Linked DNA regions of Zea mays: region 2 is linked to region 1. The links are chromatin contacts, called in public Hi-C maps. All regions are on one chromosome and are shown on one strand. Each heading gives the region's core, a stretch centred on a gene start, on an enhancer-like site or on the middle of the called end of the contact. The rest is flanking DNA. Distances are from core to core; before and after follow the strand shown. Region 1 holds the start of LOC100283774 (vacuolar sorting protein 4b). Region 2 holds the start of LOC542610 (60S ribosomal protein L26-1).

The links. Hi-C and Micro-C count contacts between places; a contact is called where the count stands out from the background.
Region 2: a Hi-C map of leaf shows a contact between it and region 1, with 4 times the contacts expected there. The contact joins the promoter of LOC542610 here to the promoter of LOC100283774 in region 1. A contact is called at or near these places in 5 of 25 Hi-C or Micro-C datasets (bundle sheath, ear, leaf and 1 more) and 1 of 3 datasets of contacts at active chromatin or transcription factors (seedling).

Annotation. Positions count from the first base shown.
Region 1 is chr3:19,479,484-19,484,865 of Zm-B73-REFERENCE-NAM-5.0, forward strand. It overlaps LOC100283774 (vacuolar sorting protein 4b), which reads left to right and starts at 3,862. Exons shown (of 8, transcript NM_001412581.1): 1 at 3,862-4,567. The coding sequence starts at 4,090. It overlaps LOC100383285, which reads right to left and starts at 2,176. Exons shown (of 15, transcript NM_001175945.1): 1 at 2,015-2,176; 2 at 1,871-1,921; 3 at 1,563-1,702; 4 at 781-881. The coding sequence starts at 2,127.
Region 2 is chr3:19,702,336-19,707,893 of Zm-B73-REFERENCE-NAM-5.0, forward strand. It overlaps LOC542610 (60S ribosomal protein L26-1), which reads right to left and starts at 2,493. Exons shown (of 1, transcript NM_001305880.1): 1 at 1,681-2,493. The coding sequence starts at 2,390. The coding sequence ends at 1,917.

The DNA.
Region 1 (5,382 bases), core at 2,612-5,111:
ATCTACCTTATTTGTAAACTACTCCCTATATTATTATAGATCACGTTGACTTTCTCCTAAGTCAAACTTTTTTTACTTTGACCAAGTCTACGGATAAGTGCATCAACATCTATAACTTCAAATTTGTTTCATTAATTCTACATGAAATATATTTTGAAAGTGCATTTATTTGAACTTGAGATGCTAATATTTTTTCTAAAAAAACCTGATCAAAGTTAGAGAAGTTTGACTTGGAACAAAGCCAAAGTGAACTGTAGTTTGGAACGTAGGAACTATCCAATAATGAAATCCACATATTACATTTACTTTAGAAAAACAGAAGGGGAAGCCCCAATCCACTTATTACATTTGAAATAAGAATATAACATAACTTTAGTAAGTTTTTTTTCTTCATTCTTAGACTACGTATTGTTTCAATGACAAAATACTTTTACATAATTAGGCCACTGGACTAACAGATTAAAAAAAAACTCGACCTACGAGGGGTAAGACAGCCTCCGGACATTGTATTAAGAAGAAGACCTTCTCACACAGGTCGAGAAAACCACCGAACCCCTGCCCCACCCATACACAGCGGTATTGAAGCCCATGTGAGAACGACCACGACCGGGACTGAGCTAGACCTGTGCTTTGGCGTGGGACAGACGAGGGGATTTTTTTAACCACAGCTTGAAATTCGCTCTCACGGGGAGTCGAACCCAGGACCTGAGGAGTGCTACTTAGACCACCTAACCAACTCAGCTAGAGGCCCTTTCGCAGACTAACAGATTAAGAAAATACCTTCAAAAGACTTGATGTAACCAATACATGACAGATCCAACCTGTCACATTTGTTGGGAACTGCAACAACATGTAGTCCAGGTAGTCCGCTGAAACAGACCCTAAAAAAATTAACAATAAATCGTTGATTTGTTAGGTGGTACGTTTTTTCCTCGAACTACGCAGACGAGCTTCATGTCATTTCATTAAGAGAGAAAGAGTACAAGAGTGCGAAGAAAGAGACCCCACAAACCCGGTTATATACAAAACCCACGCCAATGACTATAGAACATGACCAAGGGGGGCAAACCGCCAACCAGAAACTAAGGTTCTGTGACAATCAACTTTAGGAGCAGGTCCTGGAGATTAGAAACACCTGCCCTCAAAGGCTCAAACACACAGGCATTCCCAAATTTTCATATTTCCCGAACTACCAAAATAACAAGTGACTTCAGTCCGTTACCCATGTCCTTGGGTGTATTTCTAAAATAACAGTGACATGGATACCTTTTAAAATTATTGTACAGGTAAAACTCTGCGCAAACTTTGATAGCGACTGAAAGAAATTTAGGAAAAATCATGATGTACCAGAATACCAGCATTTGTCATTAACTCGATATTATAGGTTGCTTACATTTGATAGAAATGGTATACATAGCTCCCAACCAAAACAGTTTACTAAAGTATGACCTTTCCTATAGCTTTTCAAGCAGGATGGTTCGCTGTTAAAGATTTGGCTAGAATAGATTAACAGTGAAGTATATGGTTGAGAGTACAGAGTATGCAGGGATGCGATGAATCACCTGGAAACCCAGCTGGAAGCACAAAGTCCAAAATAGCCTGTGGGATCAAAGAATCTGCATTCTCATCTTCCACACCGTTCACTGGAGATTCATGCTTCTCCAAACGAAGTTGCAGCTTAGAACTGCCATCCGAAATATATCTACCACAACATCGACCAAATCAAACATGAGAAATTTGGCATGGTTCTCCACTTACCCTGTCCCATTCCAAATGCAAACTCGACAGTTTCTTTGTGAGTTCGGGTGTAGAATGGGGAAATCAGATGGCGTAGCCGAAATCAAGAATTCACGGTTCAGAAGTGAAAAACCTCTTGACGACACCGTCCCGGTACCTCTCCGCGAGCAAAGGCCTCGCCTTTCTGCATCAGCACATACATTTCCATAACTAAAAGAAAGGAAGAAAGAGCAGCAAAAACATTCAGAAAAAAAGTCTGGTGAAATTCAGAACGTACTCAGGCTCGCCGCCGCTGGAAGACAGCGGCGACGCCAGGCAGGAGCACGTATGAAGCCTCCAGGGCAGACCTCCCCGGCGGAAGCGCCAGCCTGCGGCGGGTGTGGAGAGCATGGTCCGGTGTACGGACGCGGCGGGTCGCGGATGGAAGGGATGCCGGGAGTGTATGGATACCGTGATAGGGGCACAGCTGCCCACAAGCCAAAGTGCGCTACTTGACTGTAAAGTTCGGCGTTTTTCTCCATGTTTGGTTCGTGGCTCTTTCACTCTGTGACTAAGGTTTATCTGAATCGAAGAAAATTTTCACTTTACACAAAAAAAATAGGTAAAATATAGCAAGTTAGACAGCAAAATCTTTCTCGCATCTTGTATATGTTGAAATAAAACAGAAAACATGTATATACTCGCTCACAAGTTTAGGGATCATGTTAGGAGTGTTTGGTTCCAATGATAATCATGATTGCTATTTGAATATTTGATGTGATACGAACTAAATTTTAATAAGGAAATTGTTTAGGAGCAGATGAAATAGAGAGGATTGAGAGGATTAAAATCACTCACTATTTAAAATTGAATAGTGGAGAATTCTAGCCCTCCGAATCCCCTACATTATCCTTGCTTTCAAATAAGCTCTAAGTAAATATTTGGATCCATCAACTATTTTTTGGTCTGTGTCACATCAAATACTTGGATATTATACTATCTCCAACAAATTTTCTATTTCACTCCTTATCTCACTCACTATTTTAAACTCCTCTCTGCAAGCAATTCATCTACAATACAAAATAGTGTTATACATGCTTCATACACGACGTTGTTGGAGTTGATGAAACACTAAATATGAAACATTAAATATTAACTAATTACAAAACAAATTATAAATATGCAGAATAAACGATAAGACAAGCATATTAAGCCTAGTTCGACCCGTCCATGTGATGCTACAATAAACTTTTGCTAACTATAGACTGATTAAGCTTAACAATTTTGTCTGACTGATTAGTTTACAAATGTTTGATATTTTTGTAATTAGACTATATTTAATATTCGTAACTAATATTTAAACATTTGATATGACACAAACTAAATTATAGTCAGGAGAACCAAATAACCCTAAAGTTTAGTAGTGAGTGCCATATTAAATGGTTGAACGTTAATCATCAGTATAGTCTAATTACAAAACTAATATACAATTGAAGACTAAATGATGAGACAAATTTATTAAGTCTAATTAATTTATAATTAACAAATACTTACTGCAGCATCACATGAATGAATCATGGACTAATTAAGTTTAATAGATTTGTCTTACTGTTTAATCTTTATCTATGTAATTAGTTCTATAATTAAATTATATTTAATACTTCTATTTAGTGTTCAACATCATATCCAAACGGGTAGGGCATCTCCAACCACGCCTTAAATGCTCTATCTTAAAATATATATCTCAACTTATAAAAATAGCTCCAATAATTTTATATTTTATAAATATTTATAAAAAATATAGAACACACTATGAAGTGATCTACATATATATCACACCCTATATTAGTGTCATATCCTTGTTTTTATATCATTTTTAATATTTTATTTTCTAATAATATTGTTTACTTACTAAATTATATGATATAGGGATTAATTATTGGAGATTAATTTATTTTTAGTGCCCTAAATAATTTAAATAATACAATATTTTATTTTTGAGCACTATTTTGTAGGTGTTTTTAGAAAACCAAAAAACAGAAGGACCTAAGTCAAAATCGTCATTCGTCAACAGCTTTCTATTTTCTTCGTAATGCTAACAAACCCAATAAAAAATAAAAATCGCAGCCAAAAACACGCTTCTCCCTTCCCATCTTTTCCTTTCCCCTCCTCCCTCCTCGGCTCGTCTCTGTTCCCCTTTCCCTCCTGCGCACCCCGTCTTCTCCTCCCCGCGTCAAACCCCAGCACAAAAAGCAACCGCCCGCCGCCTCCTCGCTCCTCTCCCGAATCAGCCGTCGAGGTGCCTAATCCGGCCGATCCCCCCTCCGATCCGCGGGTGCCCGCCGCAGAGGCGGCGCCTCCGGGCCTCCCCCGATGTATAGCAACTTCAAGGAGCAGGCGATCGAGTACGTCAAGCAGGCGGTCCAGGAGGACAATGCCGGCAACTACGTCAAGGCGTTCCCTCTCTACATGAACGCGCTCGAGTACTTCAAAACCCACCTCAAGTACGAGAAGAACCCCAAGATCAAGGAGGCCATCACCGCCAAGTTCACCGAGTACCTCCGCCGCGCCGAGGAGATCCGGGCGGTCCTCGATGAGGGCGGCGCAGGGCCTGGGGCCAACGGTGGCGACGCAGCTGTCGCCACGCGCCCCAAGACCAAGGGCAAGGACGGGGACGGAGGCAACGGAGGGGATGACTCCGAGCAGTCCAAGCTGAGGGCGGGGCTCAACTCCGCCATCATCACCGAGAAGCCCAACATTAAGTGGAACGACGTTGCCGGCCTCGAGAGCGCCAAGCAGGCACTGCAGGAGGCCGTTATATTGCCCGTCAAGTTCCCGCAGTTCTTCACGGGTGAGCGACGGTACCTAAAAGCGTTATCTTTTCCCCCTTTATTAAGCTTTGATCCTGATAAAAGTTTGGCGATTGAAATTGATATGGGGTCACAAAAGGCTTTGCAGATCTTTATTATATTTATCAAATTGGATGGAGTGAGCTAGGGTTGATACAATTATCCATTGTTACTGTTAAGTAGTGAATACCATTGTTTTGGTCGATAGTGATTATTGAATATTTGGTTGATTGATAACTTCCATTTTCTAGATGATGATTTATATTGTTGGACAAGACCACTTCTAGGGACCATATGTTTGACAACTTACATGATTTTTCTTCTCAATCTTCCTCTAGAGCATCGCTGAGTGTTAAATAACATACACATAATATCAAATAAATTAACAGTACACCAAACATGAGAACAAACAACGTAAAAACATTCTACGCGATGCTACAAGAACGTGGGTTTGAGAACTACTAAATTCAGAGTTACGGTTAAAGAGGTATAGTTTTCGGAAGACATACATGATTGAATAATAAAAACTAGATTCTATGTGGATTAATGTAAATTATTTGAGAGAATATATTAAAGATATAACTAATTCAATTTTACTCTAAGTTACAACTTGAGCAGGGACCATATCCTAGTTTGGTTATAATTATGGATAGATTAAGAAAGATTAATCTACCAAAACGTAGGTTAAATAATATCTATTTATAAAAGTTATGGCACATGATCAAATAATATTGCTAGTTTGCTACTGTGTAGGCAACTTTATTACGAAACTAACGCAACTTGAACGGACCAAATCGGAGTTAAAATGAGCAAGATA
Region 2 (5,558 bases), core at 1,243-3,742, 220 kb after region 1:
TCTAAATAGTGGGTATCTGAATACAATAGAGCTAATAGTTAGCTGTTAAAATTAGCCAGAGACATTCAAACACACTAGCTAATAGTTGACACTAGCTAATAGTTCAACTATTAGTTACTTTTAGTAAATTATTTAATAGTTAGCTAGCTAATCTCACTAGCAAATTTTAAGCTAACTAAGTATTAGCTCTTGTGCATTCAAACATCCATATACTTACTCAATAAGAATTAGACAACACTTTGTGTCTTTCCTCATTAAGAGGACAAAAGTTAGGACGTAGCATTCTCCTTTAGGGCTAGTTTGAAAAAAAACAGAGTAAATTGAAATGATTAGAATCTTTTTCTTATTTAAAATTGAATAAGAAGCAAATTTTAGTCCCTCTAGTTTTATAGCTTCCGCTCACTAAACAACACATTGCAGGGCAGTGACAGTTGGGTGTTCAATCGTGAGGTCACAGTTGGGTGTTCAATCGCGAGGTCTGGTGCCGCATCCTCGACTGGCTAGTGCCTACCGTCGATGACGCGTTTCAGCAAGGCGCGCAGATTCTCGTCCCATGGATGGCAACTTGGGGAGAAGGATGGGCTCGCTGGAACTGCTCGTTTTATGGCAACCGTGGAAGGAACGAAACTGCAGTCTAAGAGGGCGTGGGTGCCTCCGCAACACAAGTCAAAATGCTTGTTCCTTTGAACCAACAATCTTTGCTTCTCTCTACAACCATTCATTCGTGTTCCTACGCTCCCATTATCTATTTCCATTCATCATGCTTCACTCTACACCCAAACACAAGCCACTCACTCAAGAACCAAACAAAACTAGAACAGCGGTACCGAGGACAAGAGCATTTCTATCAGAACCTAGAAGAGTGCCACTTCATTCAAGTAGGCTCTAGAACCAAACGCTAACTTATCTCCACACATTTTTCAGGGAAGATAGGCAATCACTGCAACAGTCGAATTCAGGAACATAGTGTTTTCCACGCCAAAGAAAAGATCAAATGTTTCGCTAAAGAATCAGCAAGCATTCAGGACGGCTCAGTTCAACAAATTTTCACTCATTCAAACTGAGCAATTTGTTTCAAAGCAAAAACATGATATATTTCAAACAGTCGTTAGGCTCTCACGATAATGAATAAAAGTATTAACATAGTTATTTAAAATTGCTAGTCCTCAGTAACAGGCAAGCATAACAGGGGCTAAACAAGGGTTTAGGCTAACATTAGCCATTGGAAACATAATTCGACGCCAACAAGTTACCTGCATAAGCATGTTTGATGTACTAGCAAACTGTAACTCGATAACAAGGAAAACAAGAACAGAACATACAAAAACTTAACATACACAACCATAGAACGTGCCAAAGGCCTTAGTTCGCCTGATCCCAATATGGCTGATGAAGTCATGAAGGTTTTTTAGGATCAAGATTAAACGACGCCCCCCCCCCCCCCCCCTCCAACCAAGGCAAACGAACAATACATGCATGCATACTGGCTGCTGATGAAAAATATCTGAAATGTGTCAAATTTAAAACGTTCAGAATAACTAGATCGGCAATTAATATAAATTGTTTCCCCACAGTTAGATAATTCGAAATACATCCTACAAACAATAATTCTAGCTAATTTAACAGACTGTAATATAAAATTAGCAAAAAAACGCTACATGCATCAGACAGGTAATAGAGTGAAGACAAATCACAGCAACCATTTAGAAGATACTACAAGGAGACATTAACCACATAATGAGATCTTCAAAGCTCAGGTCACAGACACACAGGTTCACATTATGTTCCAAAAACTCTCATCCAGGCACAGAGCAGTTTTCAAATAACATAAAACCTCTATCACATAATCATTGGTAGCAAAAACAAAAGAGATGAGGAAAAGGCGGTACGACAACCATCAGATGACCGTGAAGAGTCTAGTCGATCTCCTGGAGAGAGGCGCCGGTGGCGGCGCCACCAGCGGCGGCTGCAGCGACGTCGTCGGCAGTAAACTTGCCCTTAGCCTTGTCGGCGGCGCGGCCCCGGGCCTTGCGGTCGAGGAGAGCCTTACGGTCCTTGTCGAGCTTCAGCTTGGTGACGATCACTTTGGAGGGGTGGATGCCCACGTTCACGGTGGAGCCGTTCACCTTCTCGCGGGTGATCCGCTCGACGTGGATGACCCAGCGGCGGCGGTACACCTGCACCACCTTCCCCTCACGGCCCTTGTAGGTGCCGCGCACGACCTGCACCTCGTCGTCCTTGCGGATCGGGATGGAGCGCACGTTGTACTTGTGGCGGAGCTCCGTCGACAGCCCGGCGGACATGAGAACGCGGCGGACGGAGGACGGGGCCGTGAAGTGCGCCTTGCGGCACTTCCGGCGAGAGCTCGTGACGCGGGGATTGCGCTTCATGGCGGCGGCGGGGTGGACGCTCTTGCTTACCTGGGAGGCCGCTTCGGTGGCGGCGGCTAGGGTTTTCTGTGTGGGGGAGCGAGTGGAGGCGGCTGGTGGTAGTCGGCAGAAGGATTATATAGCTGGTGTGCTGCTAGGGTTTTGTGTAATCGCTGTGGGGACGTTCGATTCGCGTCGGACGGCGTCGATCTGTTGGATGGAATGGGTGGTTGAGTTGGGCTTTTTTTTGTTTGCTATGGGATATGGGCTATATCGATTTAGGTGACGTTTGGATAGTCACTGAGATAGAGAAATGAAAAATGGAATGAGATAGTAGAAAGGTTCTGGTTATGGATTAGGAAACCAGACCTAATTCATTATTTGTCAATAGTTAGTTAGAGTAACTCTAATAGTTTTTCTAAAAAAACTTCATAAACTCATGCTCAACAAGTTGCTAAATAGCTATTAGGAGTAAAAAATAGCTTGGTCTTCTATATTTCCTAATATTTAGATAGTAGTTCAATTTTTAATCTAGTTTTGGTGAACCAATTTAATTTAATGGAGTTACATGTGCTAGTGAAGGATCGCATCAAGATTTGTCTCTCTTGCTGCCTACCTCTCGTTAGCAACCTCGTAAGTGCCTGCAACATCACTGTATGATGCAACAAGTTTATCATATCTCGAATTTAAGGGTAAATATGGGTGCGTCTCAAATATGTGTTAAAATCAAGTCTCACACATATGATGACTCATGTGACAGAAATCAATATCACATCTTTATTATATAATAGAGGTTATGTACAAAATAAGTAAATAAATACATCATATGATGAGCACTGCTTTAAAAGAAGTTGGTCAAAATTTTATTAGCAGTTACTAAGTATAAGTGTATATCAACCCAATCAAAATTTTATTGGCATGTCGTCGATCGTCGTGGTGTAGCTGCCCACCGAGGCGGCCGTGAACACGACGGTTCTACGCGGTTGTCGAGGAGGCGAACCGGGACTTCGGGACCTTTTTCCTTCGCGGGCTCGGGCCGAGGCCTCTCTCTCTTGGCGAGAAGGCCCCGTTCGTTGTTCCGAGGCAGAGCTCTCGACCTGCTAGACTGCAGCGCACTCTAAGAGACCCCTGAATTAACCATGGATTCGACGTCCCTCGGTGGTGGATGGTTCCGGCATTGTTCGGACCAGGATTGATGTCGTAGCAAGGTTCTGGCAGGCCCTGTGAAAATGCCGAAGGGGCTTCAACCTCAGCTTCTTCCATGATGTGATGGTGGACATCGCGTGCCTTGGCGCGTGCTCCCTCGTCAAGGGCTCCACCTGCTGCTTCCCGCTCGAGAACTTGTCGAAGCTACTGCAGTCGTTGTTGCTCTTCCCCGAGCTTGGCGTGTAGCTTGTGGAGCTGCTCGAGGTGGGCTATGTGACTCCCGTCAAAGGTCTGAGCCACACCCTGCTCCCTTGGCTCCGCGACGTGCGGGGGCGTTGGCCTCCTTGGCATGCCGAGATAGTTCCCTTTGTCATGCTCCTCGTGCCCTGCACGAAAGCACTCCCGAGTCGGGTCGTAACCCTCATCGGCGGAGTTGTAGTCATTGGAGCCGTCGAAGAGGAGGTCGTCGCATGCAAATAGGAAGTGTTGCATGGCCTCAGGATCACGGAGCCCGGTAAAGTCTAGGTCACGACCCGAATCGTCTTCCTCCTTAGAGTCTAGGCACCCCAAGGGGAAGGGGAGATTAGCATACATGCTAGTGTAGGTTCTTGTGTCGAAGCTCGCTTGAAAGTGGATGGGGGTTGAATATAGAAGGTTCTCCCATGGCAAGTGTTGGAGCCAACACCTCCTGCTCCATAGGAGGAGTGGGCGAAGCCGATGCCTCCTGATCCACAGGTGGAGGAGCCGGCGAAGATGGCATCACTCGACCCATGTGGGGGAGCCGGCGGGGCCTGCGCCCATCGTGCTACAGGGGGAGCCAGTGGAGTCGGCGATGGGGGTGACGCATGTTGATGTCGATGCTTTGGGCGTGAGGCTAACGCTCGTCAGGTCACTCACAAGGGAGTCTGAAAGTCGCCTAGAGGGGGGGTGAATAGGGTGAAACTGAAATTTATAAACTTAAACACAAACTACAAGCCGGGTTAGCGTTAGAAATATAATGAGTGCGCGAGAGAGGGCGCAAAACAAATCGCAAACAAATAAAGAGTGACACGCGGATTTGTTTTACCGAGGTTCGGTTCTCGCAAACCTACTCCCCGTTGAGGTGGTCACAAAGACCGGGTCTCTTTCAACCCTTTCCCTCTCTCAAACGGTCCCTCGGACCGAGTGAGCTTTCTCTTCTCAAATCAACCGGGAATAAAACTTCCCCGCAAGGACCACCACACAATTGGTGTCTCTTGCCTTGGTTGCAATTGAGTGTTTGTTCACAAGAAAGAATGAGAAAGAAAACAAGCGATCCAAGCGCAAGAGCTCAAAGAAACACAACAAATCACTCTCCCTAGTCACTAATGCTTTTGTGGAATTTGGGAGAGGATTTGATCACTTGGGTGTGTCTTGTATTGAATGTCTAGCTCTTGTAAGTGGTTGGAAGTGTGAAAACTTGGATGTCTTGAATGAGGGGTGGTTGGGGGTATTTATAGCCCCAACCACCAAACTAGCCGTTTGGTGGGGCTGTCTGTCGCATGGTGCACCGGACAGTCCGGTGCACACCGGACATGTCCGGTGCGCCAGCCACGTCACCAAGGTCGTTGGGTTCCGACCGTTGGAGCTCTGTCTTCTGGGCCCGCCTGGATGTCCGGTGGCACACCGGACATGTACTGTAGAGTGTCTAGTGTGCCAGCGCGCGCGTGCCTGACTTCTGCGTGCTTCTGGCGCGCATTAAATGCGCCTGCAGGTGACCGTTGGCGCGAAGTAGCTGTTGCTCCGCTGGCTCACCGGACAGTCCGGTGTACACCGAACACGTCCGGTGAATTATAGCGGAGCGAATTCCCGAGGCTGGCGAGTTCCAGAGCCGCTCTTCCTTGGGGCAACGGACACTGTCTGGTGTGCACCGGACAGTCCGGTGAATTATAGCGGAGCGCCTCTGGATTTTCCCGAAGGTGAAGAGTTCAGCGTGAAGTCCCCTAGTGCACCGGACACTGTCTGGTGGTGCACCGGACACTGTCCGGTGGCACACCGGACAGTCTGGTGCGCCAGACCAGGGCA